Regions from separate parts of the Mus musculus genome. Here region 2 is linked to region 1. Evidence: chromatin contacts called from public HiChIP or PLAC-seq data. All regions are on one chromosome and are shown on one strand. Each heading gives the region's core, a stretch centred on a gene start, on an enhancer-like site or on the middle of the called end of the contact. The rest is flanking DNA. Distances are from core to core; before and after follow the strand shown.

Evidence for each region. HiChIP or PLAC-seq counts read pairs in DNA pulled down with a chosen protein or histone mark.
Region 2: an H3K4me3 HiChIP or PLAC-seq map of embryonic limb bud shows a contact between it and region 1, with 3 times the contacts expected there. The contact joins the enhancer-like site here to the promoter of Ift22 in region 1. A contact is called at or near these places in 6 of 484 Hi-C or Micro-C datasets (CD4 single positive thymocytes, embryonic retina, embryonic stem cells and 3 more), 13 of 115 datasets of contacts at active chromatin or transcription factors (the 230-238 cell line, T-cell acute lymphoblastic leukemia, craniofacial prominence and 6 more) and 2 of 9 other capture datasets (adipose tissue and pancreatic islet).

The regions. Positions count from the first base shown.
Region 1 is chr5:136,906,704-136,909,594 of GRCm38.p6, reverse strand. Ift22 (intraflagellar transport 22) reads right to left here and starts at 1,445. Exons shown (of 5, transcript NM_026073.3): 1 at 1,325-1,445. The coding sequence starts at 1,363.
Region 2 is chr5:136,809,759-136,812,723 of GRCm38.p6, reverse strand. All of the region lies in intron 3 of Col26a1 (collagen, type XXVI, alpha 1), which reads left to right. Among named protein-coding and RNA genes, the nearest start is that of Gm30654, 15 kb to the left of the region's middle. Within about 2 kb of position 1,638, at least 33 of the 459 cell types and tissues checked have an H3K27ac peak or open chromatin away from gene starts, as enhancers often do. A contact at or near this core is called in craniofacial prominence, embryonic limb bud and nephron progenitors, where this site is marked.

The DNA of each region.
Region 1 (2,891 bases), core at 196-2,695:
GCACCATTATGTCCAGGCCGTGTGAGGGTCTGTGCATATTGAGTGCCTGTACCCACAGAGGCCAGAGGTGTCAGGTCTCCTGGCACTGGAACCTAAAGGCAATTGTGAGCCAGCTGGCGTGGGTTCTGGAAACCGAACTCAGCTCTCTCTGCGAGAGCAGTATGTGTTCTTAGTCACCAAGCTGTCTTTCCAGCCCCTCCTTTCTTTTAAGCCTTCTCCTCCTCTCTGCCCCAGGCTAGACTCAACACTCCTATATGGTCCAGACTGGTCTCAAACTTGTGGCAACCCTGAGTGTCTTGTATGCTGAGGTGTCAGGCCTGCGCCACACATGGCTCAATCCTCCTTTGCTTCTGTGCATACTTAGCAACTTCTTTCTCTGACAGGTTTCACGTATCCCAGGCCGGCTTCAGACTTGCTATTGTAGCCCGGGCTGTGGCCTTGAACTGTCAATCATCGTGCCTCTCTACCTTCCAAACCCTGAAACTGAGGCATGTACCACCATGAATGTTTTATATGAAGAGGATTGAACCCCGGGATTCCTGTATGCTAGGCAAACATCCTATCACCCAGCTCTACCCCAGCCTCCTAACTTAGGATTAAAAACATATCTTCACCATATAGTCACCTATGAATGTACATTGGTTCTCATGTTTGGTCCATCAGCCAATAACCTCAGATGAAGATCACATTATTAAGCTAACCTTCTGAGCTGGGACCCAAGGATTTGAACTTTAACCATGTAGGTAATTCCCGAATTCTACTATCTATCTATCTATCTATCTATCTATCTATCTATCTAATTTTGTTATCGGAGACATGTCACATTGTAGCTCAGGCTGTCCCAGAACTCAATACATAGCCCAGGCTGGCCTTAAACTTGTGATCACTCCTCCACTGCCTGCTGAGTCCTGGTATTATTACAGGCATGGGACACTGCACCCAGCTTCCTTCTACAGTTAACTTATTTGCATGTTTAGTTTCGGTCCATCTGAACTTTAATTCGGTGAATCACATATAGAGTGACTTCCTCATATTAATAACCACTTGCTCCAAGTCCCTATATTGAAAATATCTAGTTTTCTAATCTCATGGACACATTCCTTTTGCACGGAAGGTTCGGAGGGGAAGTCATGAGGCGCCCCTTATTTCCGCTGCCCTTGAGACCTGGGTACCTCAATATTCTCCTCCACTACTTGGGAGGGGTGAACTGGATGAAGGCCTGGTCACGGTAGCGCCAGCTGCCGCCCTCAGTGGGGTTGCTGGTACAAAGTTGCACCTCCTGAGAACAACCCCAGTTCTAGGGAGCCCCCGAGCCCTGAGTTACCTCGCAGGGGCCCACGAAGAGGATCTTAGCCTTCAGCATCGCTGTCCGTTAACACGAACCCGCGGAAGCCCACCACCAAAGCGCGCTAAGCTCCCCGCCGCGTCCGCCAGTCTGGGCCGCATGCTCTGATTGGCTGGTCAGTTTCCACGGCGACCGGGAACAGCTGCGCAGTAGCCCAGGAAACCCTGACAGTTCCGGGAGCCTGGAAAAGTGGCCTACGATGGAAGCTGAGGAGGACCAAAAGAGAAAAGGCAAAGCTGGTCCTGCTAACTGCAACCTGAGCGTTCTGGAAGGGGTACAAGAGCCAGGCTCCAACCTGCTTTATTTCTCCCGGTCTTCCTGAACGCTCCATAGATTAAGGGAGCTGCTAAACTTGCCTGGAAAACAGTACTGTGATTTTGGTTTTCTTTTATTTCCGCGGTGGATGCTGGAGATTGAACTCAGGTGGTCATCAATCCTAGGAAAGCGCTCTGTCATTGACACCATATCCCCAGTCCAACTCGCATGTAGACCTGCTGGCCTCAAACTCAAAGATATCCACCTGCCTTTGCCCCCCCAACTTTAATACCATTGAAGGCATGTGTCACCACTCTCGACTCCCAACTTTTTTTTCAATTTAAAAGGTTATATCTATCAATCAATCATCATCTATCTGCGTGTATGTGTGTCCGCCATGATACATATGTGAAGATCAGAGGACAAGCCATAGGACTCAGTTTTCTTCTCCCACCACCATTTCAGGCTTGGTGGTTCCGGCCGTTACCTGATGAGTCACTTTGCAGCCCTGTCATTATTTATTTTGATGCTGAGATTGTTCTTGGCGGCGGAGAAGCTTCTCCAAACCAGTGTGTGTGTTCTTTTGACATTTCGGTCATTCTCTGAGTTTTTTCATATTAAAAACAAAAAAAAAAAAAAAAAAAAAAATCAAAACCTACGCGCGCGTGTGGACACACACACACACACACACATACACACACGTATACAAAAGTGCAGGTGGTTGTGGAAGCCAGAAGGAAGTGCCCTGGAGCTAGAGTTATGGAAGTTCAGTTGCCCAAAATGGATGCTGGAAACCAAAGTCGGGGCTCCTCTGAGAGCAGTCAGTGCTTTAAACTCCGAGCCATCTCCCCAGCCCCGGCTTTCATACTTTTAAGCACCATTATATTAATCGCGGGTGGTTAATTTTATTGCTCTTGTTCCAGAGTGGCAATGTATTACATACATTCTTTCGCATGCATTGAAAAAAAAAATTTAGGGCTGGTGAGATGGCTCAGTGGGTAAGAGCACCCGACTGCTTTTCCGAAGGTCCAGAGTTCAAATCCCAGCAACCACATGGTGGCTCACAACCATCCGTAACAAGATCTGACTCCCTCTTCTGGAGTGTCTGAAGACAGCTATAGTGTACTTACATATAATAAATAAATAAATAAAAAAGAAAAAAGAAAAAAAATTTAAAAGTTTCAAAAGACAAGAGACCCCCTCAGGAAAATTATTTCTTTACAACAACCTGGAAAATTTGAAGGGAACTTTGTGTTCCTGCCTCTGACTTTCGGCATGAAACACACTTAGG
Region 2 (2,965 bases), core at 389-2,888, 97 kb after region 1:
ATAAAATTAAGGAAATACAAATTTATTTGGGCTCCCATTTTGAAGGTCCAGTCCATCATGGCTGCAGGAGCGAGGCGGCTGTTACTGTGTCCACAGTCAGGAAGCAGAGAGAGATGGATGCTGGAGCTCAGCTCACTTTGTCTTTTTTTTTTTTTTTTTTTTTTTTTTTTTTTTTTTTTTTTGCTCAGAAACCCAGGCCACATCTAGAGTAGACATCCCCACTTTAACAACCTGATCTATTTAATTTTATTAAAAAAATTGGCATTTATGTTATTTGTGTGTATGTGTGTGTGCACAGGTGCACCTGTGGAGGTCAGAGAACAACTGTGGATATCGGTTCTCTCCTTCCACCATATGGGTCCTAAGGGGTTGAACTCAGGTTGCCAGGCTTGGCGGCAAGTGCTTTTACTCGGTGAACCATCTCACAGGCCCTCAACTAACCTAATCTAGATAATCCTTCATGGACTAGTGCAGGGGTCCGTTTCCATGGTGATTCTAAATCATGATCATTAAGAGTAGTCATTATTGAGACATTGTTGAGACAGATTGCGACTTCTAATAGCCCTGCCTGGGTTGGGACTGGGGAAGGACTGCACTGGGGGCGGGGGGGGGGGGGGAAGGCTGGGGTGGGTCTCCATCTCATGCTGCATCCACGGGCATGGATGGTTGCATCTTCTCCCTGTGTTCCTGATGTTCTTCTCAGATGGCAGTGTGTAGGAAGCATCAGGTCTAAGTTTATCCCGGGTTCCACAGTCCATCTTCACCCTCTGAGGTTGGGATCCACTGATGAACTCCATCCCTGAGCCTGGGAAGAATCTAGAAAGGGTCGGACATTTGTGAAGGTTCTAGAAAGGTCTGGAGAATATTTTTCTGATGGTAGCATGATCCCCATCACACTGCTCAGTGGATCCTCTATACTTTATAAATCGTGACTGTTTTCTTCCGTGTGTGTGCACGCGTGTGATATGCACGTGTGAAGGGCATAGGCTATGCCAGGATATCGTCTCCAAACCATTCCATAAAGCAGTGGCTCTCAGCCTTCCTAAGGCTGCGACCCTTTAATACAGTTCCTCGTGTTGTGGTGACTGCCACCCATAAAATTATTCCCATTGCCACTTCATAACTGTAATTTTGCTACTGTTATGAATTCTAGTGTAAGTGTGTGTTTTTCCGATGGTCTCAGGTGATCTCTGTGAAAATGTCCTCCGAACCTCAAAGGGATCTTGACCCATAGGTTGAGAACCACTGCCATCGAGGAACTGAGTTGGATTTTTGGTTCTGTGTCACACTCTCTGGAACCCAAGGTTTTCAATGTCCTGTTCCATCCCCTTGAGGTTTGCAAGACAGCTTCAGCCTGGCCCCGGAGCAGAGCGGGAACTGGAGCGTTGACCCTGAGCTAGGGGTCTTCCAGAGGAGGGCTGGAGCCTGTCCCCCCTCCCCTTCCCCCCCCCAGTCAGCTTGCTCCCCTTCTACTACCATCCCACCAGCAACTGCAGGAACAGGCCCCCGTCTGCATTTATGGAATTCCTGTCTGCAAAAGCCTCACAGTTGTTTTCGATTAGCGTACAAGTCGACATGCGCGTAGAACATCTGCTGTTAATCCAGGTCCCGGTGGAAGGGAGATGCCAACACGTCGTTTATTAGGCACGTCCATCCCATAATGTCCTCGCTCTGCCTTTGTCTTCCATGGAGGAGGCCGTAAGGGTTCCAGAGTGTCTTTTATTTGGCTGCAGACCATGTTTCCTCCCGCCTAACGGGATCAGGACGGAATGGATTCCAGGTTGTTAATGTATGCTATTTTGGAACCGGACTCTGCCGCTATTCATTCTGAAGTCTCTGGGCAAATATCCAACTCATGTTTGCCCCTGGTCATCAAGGCGGCATCAGAAACCTGGGTCCAGTCCTCTGGGGAAGGGCAGGGGGCACCGGAGGAGTGGGAGGAAAGAAACTCATATCCACAGCTCCTGATTTTAAGGGAATTCTGGGCAGACACCGGTAGATGGGCGGGGCGGGAGGCGGTGTTAGATGATGGACAAAGGAGTCTTTGGAGTCCCGGTTCTGGGCAAGGAGGAGGTGAAGTGGAACACCACTTCCAGAGCCACTGGAAGGGCTGCAGAGAAGGCTCAGTGGGTAAAGTCCTGGCCGCAGAAGTGTGGGGCCGGGGTTTGAGTCCCCTTGGCGGAACATATCTGCAGCTCTGCCATTGGGGAAGGCAGAGAGGCTAACTGATCCCAGAGGCTCAGCAGTGGACCAGCCCATCTAGCTGGATCGGCCATCTCCAGGCTCAGACAGGGTTGCTCTCTCAAAGAAATAAGGTGAAGAGTGATTCAAGGGAGAGCCAAAATCAACCTCTGGCCTCCAAACAGACACGCGCCCCCCCCCACACACACACGAGAGAGAGAGAGAGAGAGAGAGAGAGAGAGAGAGAGAGAGAGAGAGAGAGAAAGAGAGAGAACACAGAGAGAGAACAGACACAGACAGAGACAGACCAAGATAGAGACAGACAGACATATACACACAAAGACAGAGACAGACAGACAGACACACAGAGACAAAGACAAAGAGAGACAGAGAGAGTGGAAGGAGGAGAAGAGAAGAGAAGAGAAGAGGAGAGGAGAGGAGAGGAGAGGAGAGGAGAGGAGAGGAGAGGAGAGGAGAGGAGAGAAGGGAAGAGATCTGGAAAGACCCTGAAGAATCTTTAGGGTGGAATGCTGTCCCAGAGTGTCCCCAGCTATAGTGGACCCCCTATGGCTTTATAAGCAGTGGCTTTTCTTTTTTTGTTGTGTGTATACCTGTATGATGTGTGCCTATAAGCATGGAGTGTGTGGAAGACAGCAGTTTGAGTTGCGATGTCTTCCTCCATCCCTTAACCCCATTCCTTTCTGAGACAGAATCTCTCCCTGAATCTGGAGCTCACTGCTTCCTCTAGAAGCTGATCACTCAGGACTGGCCATCGTCCCCAGCT